2 separate regions of the Macaca mulatta genome follow, and region 1 is linked to region 2. The links are chromatin contacts, called in public Hi-C maps. All regions are on one chromosome and are shown on one strand. Each heading gives the region's core, a stretch centred on a gene start, on an enhancer-like site or on the middle of the called end of the contact. The rest is flanking DNA. Distances are from core to core; before and after follow the strand shown. Region 1 holds the start of IDI1 (isopentenyl-diphosphate delta isomerase 1). Region 2 holds the start of GTPBP4 (GTP binding protein 4).

What was found. A called contact is a pair of places that touch in the nucleus more often than the background predicts.
Region 1: a contact with region 2 is called in a Hi-C map of cortical neurons, with 4 times the contacts expected there. The contact joins the promoter of IDI1 here to the promoter of GTPBP4 in region 2. A contact is called at or near these places in 3 of 14 Hi-C or Micro-C datasets (cortical neurons, fetal cortex germinal zone and prefrontal cortex).

What each region holds. Positions count from the first base shown.
Region 1 is chr9:1,700,931-1,704,227 of T2T-MMU8v2.0, reverse strand. IDI1 (isopentenyl-diphosphate delta isomerase 1) reads left to right here and starts at 1,826. Exons shown (of 5, transcript XM_001101073.5): 1 at 1,826-2,298. The coding sequence starts at 2,171.
Region 2 is chr9:1,646,492-1,650,120 of T2T-MMU8v2.0, reverse strand. GTPBP4 (GTP binding protein 4) reads right to left here and starts at 1,257. Exons shown (of 17, transcript XM_077945650.1): 1 at 1,183-1,257. It overlaps LOC114669872 (a long non-coding RNA gene), which reads left to right and starts at 1,343. Exons shown (of 2, transcript XR_013397880.1): 1 at 1,343-1,949; 2 at 2,739-3,629.

The DNA.
Region 1 (3,297 bases), core at 577-3,076, 54 kb before region 2:
TGATTGTTTGATATTGAATAATGAAATGTTTTAGCATTTCGAAGATTTATTTAATTCAGTAAATCAATATTTTCCAAATGACCAATGCATGACATTTCAACCTCATGCATAGGAAAATAGACATTGGAGTTAGTCAAAAATAATGAGTTTTAATGTAACAAGAGTATAAAATGTCCATCGAAGTGGTTTCACATTCCAAATAGTAATTGGAAAATCCACCACTCATGTTTTGGTGTAGTAGTATCGAAAAAGAATAACCAAGATAATTTGAAAAGGCTATTAAAAAATACTTCTCAATTTTCAAACTGCATACAGCAGGTGCTCATTCATTTCTTTGTAACATGGATGAGAAAAAGACTCCCGGCCAGTGGCACTGTGTTTGTGGTGTTTACGTGTTCTCCCCACACCTGCATAGGTTTCCTCTGAGTACCGCAGTTCTTTCCACATCCCAGAGGTGTGCACGTGAGGTGAACTGGTGTGTGTCTTCACTGCCCCAGTCTGAGTGTGGGTGTGTGAGTGGCTCTGTGATGGAATGGCGTCCTGTCCAGGGCTGGTTCCCTCTTTGTGCCCTGAGCTACTGAAATAGGCTTCAGCTACACATGACCCAGAACTGGAATAATTAAGTAGTAATTATCTTGTTTTTTATTAATCTTTCTTAAATGTATGTATAGCTCACGTTTATTTCAATGTTTAACATTAGAATGGCCTTTAGAAGCTTAGTGATTTTTTTTTCCGTGGCCAAAAGTATGCTTTAGGAACTTAATCCTTATTTTTTAGCCTCTGGTAAAATTGGTTTTGCTATATGTTGTTTCACTTAAAGTAATTCCCAAGAACGCACTGACAGCAGTGAGGACTTGCTGCGCATGCAGGAGGCCAGATTTTCTTATCTGTGTGAAGCCAGACATGAAGGAGATCTGCAAACGTGTAAAACAAAATCAGTCTATTTTTTTGTCTGGAAAAGATTTTGAATAAAAATGTAACTTAGTGTCATGTGTTTTTTTAAGTGAATATTTTAATATGTTTAATTTCTACATTAGTAAATAGCAGTAGCAAACAACAGTGAGCAAAAGCTTTTGAGGGTCCTCAGTACATTTTAAGAGTGTGCAAGAGTCCTGAGACCAAGAAGTTTGAGAACTGGTGCGCACCAGGTTCATCTCAAGTTCAGTATTTTAAATTCCACACAAAAGGTAGAGGAAACAGCTGAATTCGCTGTAGCTGCGAGTACATTTCACGATTATTTAAAGGTTTAGAGGGTTAGGCGCGGTAGCTCACACCTGTAATCCCAGCACTTTGGAGGCTGAGCCGAGTGGATCACTTCTTGAGGTCCAGGAGTTCCAGACCAGCCTGACCAACATGGGGAAACCCCTCTCTAAAAATACAAAATTAGCCGGGCTTGGTGGCGCATGCCTGTAGTTCCAGCTACTTGGGAGCCTTAGACAGGACAATCGCCTGAACCCGGGCGGCGGAGGTTGCTGTGAGCGGAGACTACATCATTACACTCCAGCCTGGGCAACGAAAGCAAAACTGTCTCAAAAAATGAAACCATTTGGCACGTCCTGTCGTGTACCCGGAAAGCGAACACTCCCAACATAGCGTGGAACGCCCCGCCCCTCTCGCGGCTCCGCTCCGCCTTCGTCCCGGTCGCAGACGACCACCGTTCCAGACGTGCAAGACCTCGCCCCGCAGCCAAACGCCGTAGTCCCAGCGGCGGAACTCGGGAGGGGGGATTCCCAACCAGCCAGTCAGCAGTAACGTCCCGCCTTTCCTCCGTTTCCATTGGCCCAGCCGCGCGGGCGCCTTCCGACCGGGAGGGCTAGGTTCCACCGAACGCGAGCCTCGAGACGTGAGCCTCGAGACGTCTGACGTTTGGCACCCTTCGCAGCGCCTCGGGCTCGCACGCCAGAATCGAAAGCGTAATTGGCTGGCGGCTGGTGTGGTCTCGGGCACCGCCCAGTCGCGGGACGCTGCCTCTGCGGAGCTGGGGGTGAGGCGTGTTGACCCCCTCGGGAGCGGCCGGAACCCGAGCTCACAACTCAGGTTCCCGGTGCTTCGCGCGTCTGCGATTCCCACAGGCAGGGAGGTGGCGCCACAGGCCACGGAGGTGGCGCCACCGCGCGACCCTTGGCGAGATTGTGACGTCAGGCGTGTACGGGCGCCAATTGGCCGAGCAATGTGGTGCGGACTGGCGCTGGCGCGGGCGATTGGCTGCGCGGCCCGGTGGGCGGTGCGCGCTGCGGACAGCGCTCAAAGTGGGCGCGCTCCGGGACCGGCCGGTGTCTGTGGCCGGAGGCCGATCAGGTACTGTGGACTGGCGTAGGGGCAGGAGTTCGGGAGACAGGGGCAGGGTGGCACCGGGGAGCTGCGGGACGGGGCGGGGAGGAGGCCCGAGGTCTGGGCCACCCGTGAGGTCTCGGCGCGGTGGCCTGGACATCTGGGGACGGCGGCATTGGTCTCCCGAACTGGAGCGAGGCCGGGCTGTGGTGGGCGCCCGCGCCCTGTGGAAGGCGGAGGCGTGGGTTGGGGCGAAGAAGACGTTACCATTCTTTGTCAGTGGAAAAGATCGTCGTCTGCGCACAGTAACCTGAGGTTTAGGAACTCGTGGAATTGGAAACCGAGTCGCGGGAGACTGAGTTGCGAGTCTCCTCTTAGAGAATTCAGAAACACGAGCGTGACGACGCCGGCCTCCCCGTGCCGAGTCCACGCGTGTGACGCGGGTGCATACACCTGCGTCCGTGCAAGGGGGTGACAGCAACACATTCAAGGCGCTTCTCTTGGGAATGGAGCAGGAGAAGAGATGGGGAGCACCGCATAGATTTAACTAGGCCTTTTTCTTGAGTTGGGTGATGTGCTCCCGCGTCTGCTACGTGGTATTATCTTTAAACGCATAAATAGACGTATTCATTTTATCTTGTTATTATGAAGCTTAGTTTTAAAATATGAATTCTGAAAATCCTGAAAGAGCAATTGTCGTTACAGCTGGGCGGTGGTGCACGCCTTTAATCCCAGCACTTTGGGAGGCGGAGGGGAAGGCTGCTGTGAGCCGAGATACAGTTGGCCTACTGTGTCCTTGGGGTTCATATCCATGGATTTAACCAACTGCACATTATAAAATATTTGGAAGAAATTTTCATCTGTACTGAACATATACAGGCATTCTGTAAACAATATAGTACAACTATTTATGTAGGATTTACATGTTTTAGATATTATAAGATCATCTACAGATGATAATTTAACGTTCGGCCCGCATCACTTAACAGGGATACTTTGGAGAAGTTCATTGTTAGGTAGTTTCAT
Region 2 (3,629 bases), core at 8-2,507:
GAAGAAATGAGAAATGGAGAGAAGTGGGGAAACAATTATTGCTATGAAGGTAAAATACGAGACTCCCACAAAGCTTTCCAAGGCAAGCTCATTCCGTTGTTAAGACGTGAAGAAAAGGAGACACTGATGAGAGGAAAACAGTCACTCTGCAGGGACTTCAGTAACTCCCTCTTGTGCAGCAGTCCCTGAGAGGCTCGAGTTGCCCGTCAATGTCTCTGTAATTGCGGCCCAAATCGAATGTTCACTACATAAAAACATGACTTCTTAAAAGTCGTAATACCAGGGCCGGGTGTGGTGGCTCACGCCAGTAATTCCAGCACTTTGGGAGGCCGGAGCGGGAATTCGAGGGATCTCGAACTCCCTGGGATCTCCCTGGGAGACCTGGGATCAGGAGTTCGAGGCCAGCTTGGCCAACGTGGTGAAACCCCGTCTCTACTAATAACACAAAAATTAGCCGTGCGTGGTGGCGCACGCCTGTAATCCCTGTTACTCGGGAGGCTGAGGCAGGAGAATCGCTTGAACCCGGGAGGTGGAGGTTGCAGTGAGCCTTGATCGCGCTCCAGCCTGGGAAACAAAAGCGGAAAACTCTGTCTCGGGGAAAAAAAAAAAAAAAAATTCTAACACTTAACACTTGTTGACTCATTCTTGCCACACTAACCAACGCTGTAAAAATTTAGTCTGGGCCTACTATGGTCTAAAAAGAACAGGGGTTCCCAAATCTAACAGTGAAAGAGAATGACTTAAAAATTAAGAAATGTTAAATCACGATAGCAACGAACCGAGGATTCCTGAGAGGGGAGGGGGCTACGCCAAATCCAGAATCTGAAGGCTCATCACGGACCACGGAGTGCTTCCTCCCTCACATGTTGGGGTCCCCTCCACTCGCCCACCTCGTCACCCGGAGCCCCTCCAGGGAACCCTACTCTGGGTGGACCCCGATCTCTGGGGGCCCTCAGTCTCTGGGTGGACCCCGGTCTCAGGTGGACCCGGGTCTCTGGGGGATCCGATCTCTGGTGGACCCCGGATTCTGCTGGGGGAGGGGAAATGATCTCGAGTACCCGTCCGGCAGGTCGGGCCCGGGAGCGGGTGGTGGGCGAGCGGAAGGCGACCGCTCTCCCACGGCTACAGGCCCGGACCCTCCCCTGAGACCCCGCTAATGAGAAGGCGAAAGTAGCCACCTACCTTGGCGGACGGAACCACCGTAATTTTCTTGAAGTTGTAGTGCGCCATGCCGGCTGCCGTATGCACGCGGGTACTGGGCACTCCCGGAACTTCCGCCGTCGGGAGCAGGAGGGACTTCCGCCGTCGGGCGCTTGCTGTACGTCACTTCCGGGAGCCAAGCGTGTCTTGCGTGCTCTATGGCGCTTTCGGCGTCGCACAGCGCACCCGCCCGGCCTGGAGGTCCGCCGCGGAGAGTGTGTGAGGGCCCCGGGAGCGAGGGCGCGGGGGAGAGGACGCCTGGGTTTTAGGGGGCGCGCGGAGACTAAATTCATGCTGGGTAAAGAAGAGGCTTCCGACAGACTGCCCTGCGGGTTTCTGGAGCGGGTTCAGGCCCCCAGCCATCCGCCCTGAAACAGGGTTCGAGGGGGGTCTTGGGATTTGGGGGATGCGGGGCTTAGGAGTCCGGAGGGTCGAGGGTATCCGGGAGTCTGGGCGTCCGGGGTCGCGGCGAGCCCCGCCGAGGAGGAGGGAGCCGCGCGTGCGGGGTGTGCCCGGGCTCTGGGTGTAGAGCGGGTGACACCCCCCACTCTGATCCCGGGCGGTGGTGAGGAGGCCCTCGCGGCTCCCCTGCAGCCCTCCTTTCTCGTGCTTGTTAAATCCCAAAACGGGCGGAGAAGGGAAATCCTGATCTCAGGCGAAAGAGGTGCCGCTGGTTCCGCAGAGTGCCTTAGGAGAGCGGAGGAAGCAGTTTCGAGAGACAGTCCTGTGGGGTCCAACAGAGGAGAAAGGTGATGAGGATGGAGCCTTTACTGCTTTAATGTTTGTGAATAGTGTGGCCGCTCCCTTAAGGAACCCAGGGCCACATCCTGTAAATTAAACGTTAGGTAGGGCTGACTCACTCAAGCAGTGTTCAGAGCTGTTGACTACATATTAACTCGTTTAATTCCTGCAACTGCCTCATGAAGTGCGTGGGGAAACCCAAGGCACAGCAAGGCTCGAAAGCAGCCCAGGGTTGTGCAGCTAAGGGGCAGCAGAGGTGGGCTTTGAACCCAGGCAGCCTGGCTCCAGCAAACCTACTTCTAACGATTAGCTATACTGCTTCTCACGCATCTGGGATGCCCCCCACTCTCCAAACCTTTTAAATAAGTCCTATTATTCTTACACGAAAATACCTCTCATAAATTCCCAACATTCCAATATTGAAAATCATTCTGAGTCATGCTTTTCTCATCTATTAACTATGCTTCCATTTTTGTGTCACAAGGCGGATAAGCATACCTCCTACATCTCTGGCACTTCTAAAGGAAGCTTCTAGGGTAATTAGGATTCGCTGGCTATGATCATTTGCTAAGCCGCAGGACAGTTCTGGCCACCATTTCCGAGATTAGCAAAGCTATGCTTATACTTACTGCCCTTTCTTTTAGGTTCTTATATGTTTCCTCAGCATCTCCCACTTTCTCTCACTCTGATATAGCCAGTTCCTCTTTCTTTTTCTTTTAATCCGATATTTAGATACTTTGCTTCAGATGGGCAAACATCCTTAATTCTTTTTTTTTTTTTTTTTTTTCTTCAAACAGAGTCTCACTCTGTCACCCAGGCTGGAGTGCAGTGCCACAATCTCAGCTCACTGCAACCTCCGCCTCCGGGGTTCAAGCAATTCGTCTGCGTCAGCCTCCCGAGTAGCTGGGATTGCAGGCACCTGCCACCATTCCCAGCTAACACTTTGTATTTTTAGTAGAGACAGGATTTCACCATATTAGCCAGGCTGGTCTCAAAACCTGACCTCAAGTGATCCACCGGCCTTGGCCTCCCAAAGTGCTGAGATGATAGGTGTGAGCCACCTGCTTTTAACTTGTTCAGCTACAAAGGCATGTCTGTGAATGCACAACCATAATGGCTCATCATGGGCCCAGAGCTATGACCATGGTAAGGTACCAAGCATCCTACACCATGTGCGTGTTGATAAGAATCAACATTTTTGCCTATTCTTGTGATTTTCTGGCTGAGTATAGCTTCTTGGGGGCAAGTGTGTGTTCTACACCACCAGGAGCAAGCTTCTCTATTGATAGACTTCTGGGCTTCTCTGGAGAAACCAAACGCTAAAGGCCTTTCTGAGGAGAGTCAGAAACGCTGCCTGCAGTATGAGGCACATTGCCAATTCTTGACTGTGTTAACGGAGGTTCCAGCTACCAGGATGCCTCCGAGTGTGTGTACCTTGTGACAGAGAAAGGTACTTCTCAGCCGTAGTAAAGGATGCTCTCAAGGGTACTCTGCAAAGCTTCTGACTGCCAGGCACTTCTCAGGGAAAAGCTTCGTTTTTCAAATCTCTTTGTTTTGTGGACTTGGTATTTTCTGTTTTACCTTCTTGTTGCTGTAATTCTGATGAATGAAAGGTACATTTTGCAGAATTGAACTTCCTGCCTGAAAGGAGCCTTTGCATGGGGATTAGCCATCAGTAGCCATCCGGT